Linked DNA regions of Mus musculus: region 1 is linked to region 2. Evidence: chromatin contacts called from public promoter capture Hi-C data. All regions are on one chromosome and are shown on one strand. Each heading gives the region's core, a stretch centred on a gene start, on an enhancer-like site or on the middle of the called end of the contact. The rest is flanking DNA. Distances are from core to core; before and after follow the strand shown. Region 1 overlaps Slc39a14 (solute carrier family 39 (zinc transporter), member 14). Region 2 holds the start of 9930012K11Rik (RIKEN cDNA 9930012K11 gene).

Region 1 (3,550 bases), core at 1,043-3,542, 160 kb after region 2:
AAAGCTGTTAACAGACTGTCATAAGACCCTGTAGCTGCCTCTGCATTCAACTCCTGCACTCTGTCAGTCACATACGCCACAACACATCTGAGGGTATGCTGGCTTTAGATTCCATATATGGGTCACAAACGCTGGGGACAAAAAAATGTCTTTCTTCACTCGGGAGGCAGAAGCAGATGGACTTCTCGCAAGGCCAGCCGGGGCTACATAGTAAGACCCTCGGAAATAAATAAATAAATAAATAAATAAATAAATTTTAGGGTTGCTCTTCAGTTGAATATACTTTCAGCCACACAACTGGAAGGACCAGACAGGGCAACACTCTGGATTCATCACTAAGACCCAGATTAATTGGTGCTTTGTGGAATGGATCTTGGGCAAAAATTACACTGAAACCCACTGTTCAATGGAGGTGGTTTCCCAGGCATGTAGCACATGCTCATATTCCCAGAACTTGGAAGAGGAAAGCAGGATGAGGAGTTAGGGTCAGCCTCGGCTACACAGTGAGTTCAAGGCCAGCCCGAGCTACATGAGACTCTGTAGAAAGAGAACGAACGGAAAAGAAAAATGAATGGAGGGAGGGAAGGAGAGAAAGAGGGAGGGAGGGAGGGAGGGAGGGAGGGAGGGAGGGAGGGAGGGAGGGAGGGAGGGAGATAAGTTGGCTATCCAGCCAGCCAGGTTGCGAGCTGTCTACATTTTCCTCAATGAGAGGGCTGTATGTGCGAGGGGCAGAGGTCTAAGTAGATTTAGTTAAGGAGAAATGCCAAGTGTCAGCCTTTTCCAAGGGCAGATCTTGCTATGGCCCTGGCATTCATTCATTATTCCCTTACAAAGAACCTGGGAAAGATACCTACTTAATAGATACAGAAGCTGGGATCCGGAGGCCAAGAAACAAGATCTCAAGGCAAACTGAATTTTTTATGAACTGAAGTCAGGTCTGAATGACGTCTAAGTCCTGGCATCCGCCATGGGCTCAGCATGAAGACAGAGAACATGTGCCCTGGATACTGTGGAGAACCCCAGAACTAACTCTGTAGGCCTCTGCACAGAGATCTGCCGATTTCTGTCAGCACTAGTGGGGACACTATATCCAGGCTAGGGATACCCTGAAGATCTGGGAGGAGGGGCAGCTAGGGGTACTGTGGAGGCCAAGCTATCTTACAGGGCTCTTGTTGTAGAATCTTAGAACAAAGCACGGTTCCTACTTCATATACCTTTCTCAAATTTCCCCTCAGCAACTTCAAAATACTATGGAAAAGGAAACAACAACCATTCATGTGGGCACTGTGGCTGACTTGACTTTGGCAGCTCAACCTGGTTAGGCATTCAGGTAGAGGTTGGCATTTATGATGGATTGGCTCTTCAGAGGCTTAGTAGCCCTGAGATCCCTCGCATGGCTTAGAGGGCAGCCTGGAACATTAGAGAACTGCCCTCCACCACACCACACCACAAGCCCGGGGCTAACGCCTTCTCCAGGAAACCTCTTTCCTCTCACCTTGCCACATGGCTGCCAGCCTCCTCTAGAAAACACTGCTTTTGGACTTTATAAAGATAGGGTGTGTGTGTGTGTGTGGTAGTGGTGGGGGTGGGGGTGGCTCTGAAGTGACAGCCAGTCCTTGCTGATAGGAAGACCCAGTGGGCAGAGCTCTGTCACCTGGCCTATCTCACACAAAAGTAAGGAAGCTGGGGCAGTTAGGAGTCCTTGCCCGGAGGTCTTGGAACTGCTGAGGGCACTAAAAACTCAATGACCCCGGCCTTTTGTAAGCAGTACAGGGCGAGCTCTGCTCCAGCAGAGATTTTTGGTTTTTTTTTTTTTTTTTTTTTTGTTTGTTTGTTTATTTTTTTGTTTTTCCTTAACTGTAAGTTAGTCTTGGGGGAGAAATGTTTATAAAAGACTCTTTGATGTTAGCCAGGCATGGTGGCTCACATTTGTAATCTGAGCACTTGGGAGGCAGAGGCAGGATAATCGCTAATGGATCCACATAAACTGAGTCCCAGGTCAGCCAGGGCTACACAGGAAGACTCAAGAGAGCACACGGGCAGGCAGACACTACCCAGAAAACAACCCACAACCCACAAGCAAGCAAGCAAGCAAATAAAAACCCAGATTCCCTGGAGGAAATAAAGAAAGGCAGAGAGAACACACGCAGGTCTTACCAGAGTTCCTCCCTCAGTGGTGTACAGGGGCAACTGTCGTCCTCCCAGAGAGCTGAGCCTGAGACAAGGCTCCGGTGTGTGGCTACTCAATCCAGGCCCTGCCCATTAAAGAGCGGCTGGAGTCCCGCCCCCCGCTGACCACTAGGCTCAGGGTCAGAAGTAAGGTATTCCACAGCCTCAGGTCTATCTCTAAGCACTAGACCTAAGCCTCAGGGGACAATATGACGTTCATCTCGGAATCCTGGAGCACTGTGACTGGCCCCCTGCCCATGAGAAGCTAAGCTGAATCCTGCCGGCTGTCACCCCCTCATTGGGTTCAGAAGCACCCACAAATGTGATTTTGCCAGCTATGTTGGCACACTTTTCTGCAGTATTTATCGAGCTCTGTTTTTCTTCCAGACCTAATGGAGAGAAAGAAGCAAAGCACTTCTTTGAGGTGGTGGTAACTAGGTGGTAGCTTGCCTTGAGGCTCAGTCAAGAAGTTGATCACCAAGGAGAATAGAATAGGAACTTGGAGGAACTTGGACTGGCCTAGGCTACTACTCTCTACCCAGGTTTCTTTGAGCACTGCCATAAAAACAAATAAAAACCAGACATACAGACAGACATACTCGAACAGGATCCAAGACAAACTTGGCCAAGGCAAGTTTTTCTGAGGCTACTGAGATGTGTACTTAAGACCCTTCTCCTCCCTTGTCACATGGAATGCTTCCTAGGTGACCAAACTGAATTTCAACCTCACCTAATCTTTATCTTTGAGGACAGGATGCCTGAAGGGCCAGAAGTTCCATTTCAGGAGGGCTAGCTAGAACTGGTTCTAAGATGGCTGCCCCAGTTGACCTTCCCTGACAGTCTCTGACTCACTACAATCCAAGTGTGTTGGCTAAATGACACACACTTCCCAACTGCCTTGACCATGACTAAAAAGAAAATGCTCTCTCTCTCTCAGGCCCAACTGAGACAACCCAAATGATGAGCTGAGCAAAACTAGGCCATTTCTCACAAAGGCCCCAAGCCCAGTGAGAGATAAACTGCCACCAATTCTTGGTCTTTTCCAATAGAAAGGTTATGGGGAAAACTCTTTGTGGGAGATGGGAAGGAAAGCTGCCTCTCTCCAGTAGAAGGACTCCAACACACACACACACTCACTCACTGACCTAAGGATAACTTGCCAGTCCCAGGAGACTCAGTATTCCTTCCAATGGAAATGGGGGGTACTTTACCAAAACAGTAGACTGAACCATGGCAGTATTCCAGGAATCATTCACAAGAATCCCAGAATAGAGGACAGAGTCACATCCCTGCCACACCCCCATTCTCCAGACCCAGAGAACATCGCTGAACACCCTCTGTACGCCTGTGGGAAGTGGGGAACAAGTCAACCCACCTGGTG
Region 2 (3,663 bases), core at 276-2,775:
TGCCTCGGACTTCCTGGATATGGGAGGGAGAAAGAGCGAAGTGAAGGACGGGGCTACACAGTGCTATCTGGAGTCCCTGACACACCAGGAAGCAGAATGAGGTATCGCCTAGAGTTTATGAGGACACTGGTAAAAATGACAGCAACTGGGGCTGAGATGTGACCCTGTGAGAGCTTTCAGAGAGTGCACACACAGGGCACTGGGTCCCATCCTCACACTGCAAAACAGAAATAGCAGCAGCAGCAATAAAAACAATGCCCCCTCCCCAAGGGTTTCTCTGTGTTCCAGGTTGTCCTGGAACTCACTCTCTAGACCAGGCTGGCCTTGAACTCAGAAATTCGCCTGTCTCTGCCTCCCAAGTGCTGGGATTAAAGGCATGTGCCACCATGCCCGGCTGGCAATTATAATCATTTAGAATAATTTTGTTTTTTTAAGCAAGAAAGGATGATCATGTGACAAATGGAAGTTTTTGGAGTTGGATCAATGATTCAGTATTTTAAAATACTACTTTTCCAGAAGATGGGCGTTGGGTGGGTCTTGGGTGGGTCTTGGGTTCCCAGCACCTACATGGGTGTTCGAAACTCCAATCCAAGGGCTCTGAGCCCCTCGTTTGACTTCCCCATCCAGTCCACACAGGTAAATCAGACAAAAGTAAAAAATTTAAACAACAACAAAAACCTTTTAAGTATAAACTAAGTAAAACAAGGAAACTGACTTTGGTTTTGTTTTGTTTTGTTTTGTTTGTTTTGAAACAGTGTTTTACTCTGTATCCTCAACTGCCCTTGAACTCCCAGTATTCCTCCTGCCTCAGTGCTGGGATTATAGGCACGAATCCTCCCAAGTGCTGGGATTATAGGCACGAATCTCCTCGCCCCTTTGGTTAGCATCCACTTATTACCACCTTTGTGCCAGGGGTTATGATGGCCTAGGTGGTCTATGGGCATCGGGCAGAAGCTTGGGCAGCTTTGGCGGGAAGAGGATGCCAGCCCGTCCCCTCTGGATCAGGAAGTGTACCAGGAAGCCTAAACCCGGCAACCATCCCTGAGAAATGGGTTTGTGGCCACCAAGGGGCTTGCAGGATTGCTGGCTGGGGCAAGAATATCGGAGCCACCCAACCTCGGATAGAAGAAGCTTCCACAATGGGAATTAGGGGGAAAGGAGACGACGGACCATAGAATGTGGGTGATGGGTGATTGGCCTGCAAATCCCGGAGGATCTGCGCTGTGTATGGCGTCCCAAGCCTATTCACTCGACTCCTTCAAAGCAAGGAAGCAAGGGGGCGCGGCCGGTGGACGCCGCTTGAGCGGGGCTGGAGAATAGGAGACGACCCCAGGGTGGGAGGCAACGCGACTCACCCCGGCCGCCAAGTCGCTCCACCGCAAAGACGCGGCGCCGGCTCAGCATGGCGTGTTCCAGACGTGGAAACCGCTGCAGCGGCACCGGAGTGATCTCGGGCGTCCCCAAGTCCCTAGCTGTGCTGGAGCGGCTCTGCCCGTGGATCCCTGCCCAGATGGGCGTGGTTCCAGGACACTCCCTGCGGGGGGCGGGGCGGGGCGGGGCGCGGCACGCAGGTGGAGGGCACTGACCTAGGCATCATCAGTCTGGAGACTGCCTTCCCTAGGCTCATATCCCCAGCCCTTGCAGCAGAAGTGCCCCAATTAAGTGCTCTTGGAGGAGAGTGTACCCACTCGAGGGCTTTAGCCGGCTGGCTGCGAGAGGTCACCGCTCCCCACCCCGAGACACACACACACACACACACACACACACACACACTGCTCGAGTTGCCTGTGTTCCTGCTGCTGCAGCTTGGAACCTTACTAATGCGGAGCTGCACTGCACAACAGCCCGGAAGGAAATGGAACCCCACAGTGCTGGCGGAGGGAAGAAGGCAGACTAGGGCTGCATCCGGCCTCACAGCTGTATAACTTGAGGGCAGGTCCCTCAGCCTGTCAGGAAGGGGAAAGGGTTCTGCGCCCTGGGAAAACCTGTGTCCAGAGCTCCTTAAGAACCCCTTACCTAGCCCAGGCCTGTCTTATCTGGGTGCTGCTGTAGGCGTGTGGTGGCTGGGTCTGCAGGCTGTGGGCAGGAGGTGAACCACAGCCTGGAGGCTGAGCAGAAGTTTAAATGCTTCCCTGACCCTAGCAGCCACCACCCTCGGCCCGGTTCCATTCTACCCCTACCCCATTCTAAAAAGGAGCCCAGGAAGCAGCTGATGGCCAACTACCAGGTGACCAGATGGTACTGGGGCTTCTAGGGAAACATCCCCTTTCTCTGAAGCCAATAAGGACTGGGAAATCTCAGCTGGCCTCAAATGCCCTAGAGGCAAATATGGGTGACCTGGAGAAGAGACTGAGAGCCAGAGTCACCGGAAGTCGCCCGCCCCTCTCCTTGCTTCTTCCTTGATCCCATCTTCTAAAGCTCTCCGCTGGTTCCTTTGTCAGAGAGCCACCAACAATGCAAATTGCAGTACTATGAAGTTGGCAAACTGAGCCCCACAACCTCCTCCACTCTCCCACTCCCCCATCCCCCCAACCCCCGTTACAAGATGAGAGCTGAGTTGCAGTCCTCTGTCATCTTCAGAACCTTGCTGTTTAGGTCAAGCCCTTTTCCTGCAGCATGAGTTCCCAGGGTTGCTGGCTGCTCCACCCCACCCCCATGCCTGTCCTTCAAATATAATGAGGGAAACAGGATGCTGGACCTGGCAGAACTGCCTTCTCCAAGCCCAAGAAGATCCAGAGAAGCAAGCTTCTCCAGCCAAGCCAGGTGGCTCCCACCCCCCCAAGGTGAAGCTGTAGGGAAGTAAAACAGGGGTATCCTTTGCCTAATTTTGCCCTGAATTTGGAAAATGTGGGGCCCAGATTCCAAGCAGCAGTATCCCTGGTGACTAGGGTCAGGAATGCATCTAGAAACAGGAAGCCAGGCCAGCAGGAATGCAGTGTCTCAGCACAAAGAACCCACACACACCCCACTAAATACACTCCTCAACATACACTCCCTCCCAGATAGGGCCCCGCCCCTTTGTGCAAGGCTGGGCCAGGTCTGATCTGTCACAGCCTTCATGGGAACTGGACCTGAGGTAGTGGGCTAGGCTTCCTTCTGCATCTAATGTCCTGACTGAAGCTAATTCATAACCCAGCCAGTCCTTCATTACCCCAAGGCTTGTGTGTCCCTGCAGTACCTGCCATTACCTAGGTCTCTTTTCTTGGCCACCTCCACCTGAAAAATCATGTCCCTTTGGAGTAAACTGCAAGAAGCATCACAGCTCTACCGTCTGTTGCTCCTTCAGGCAGTCCATCCATGGCCGTGGTCCTTCTGCCTCCAGTGGAGAAGTCCCAAGTTCAGGAAGCTGGCTCCCTGAAAACACCACGCTTGACTAAGGGGACAAGTGAACAGAGATCAAGCACCCGAAAACAACAGGTTCTGGTTTGGGTCCTTCCCTTACTAACTAGAAGTTCTCCCTGTCCACAGGCTCTTCATTTGTAGAATGAGGGTGCCAGCAATGCTTGCCTCTGAGCTGGGAGGATGCAGATAGCGCAGAGAGGAGGTACAAACATCCACAGTACATGCAGAATGCTCTACAGCAGTGGTTCTCAACCTGTGAGTCTTGACCGCTTTGGGGGTTGCATATCAGATATCCTGCAAATATTTATGTTATGATTCCTA

The links. Promoter capture Hi-C pulls out the DNA fragments that hold promoters and counts their contacts.
Region 1: a promoter capture Hi-C map of the HPC-7 cell line shows a contact between it and region 2. The contact joins the enhancer-like site here to the promoter of 9930012K11Rik in region 2. A contact is called at or near these places in 12 of 39 promoter capture datasets (the 3T3-L1 cell line, 3T3-L1-derived adipocytes, the C10 cell line and 9 more), 1 of 15 datasets of contacts at CTCF or cohesin (large pre-B cells), 6 of 115 datasets of contacts at active chromatin or transcription factors (bone marrow-derived macrophages, embryonic basal ganglia, oligodendrocyte precursor cells and 2 more) and 3 of 9 other capture datasets (adipose tissue, liver and pancreatic islet).

The regions. Positions count from the first base shown.
Region 1 is chr14:70,321,554-70,325,103 of GRCm38.p6, forward strand. All of the region lies in intron 2 of Slc39a14 (solute carrier family 39 (zinc transporter), member 14), which reads right to left. Among named protein-coding and RNA genes, the nearest start is that of Slc39a14, 28 kb to the right of the region's middle. Within about 2 kb of position 2,293, at least 31 of the 459 cell types and tissues checked have an H3K27ac peak or open chromatin away from gene starts, as enhancers often do. A contact at or near this core is called in the HPC-7 cell line, liver and pro-B cells, where this site is marked.
Region 2 is chr14:70,157,977-70,161,639 of GRCm38.p6, forward strand. It overlaps 9930012K11Rik (RIKEN cDNA 9930012K11 gene), which reads right to left and starts at 1,526. Exons shown (of 7, transcript NM_001112735.1): 1 at 1,356-1,526. The coding sequence starts at 1,404.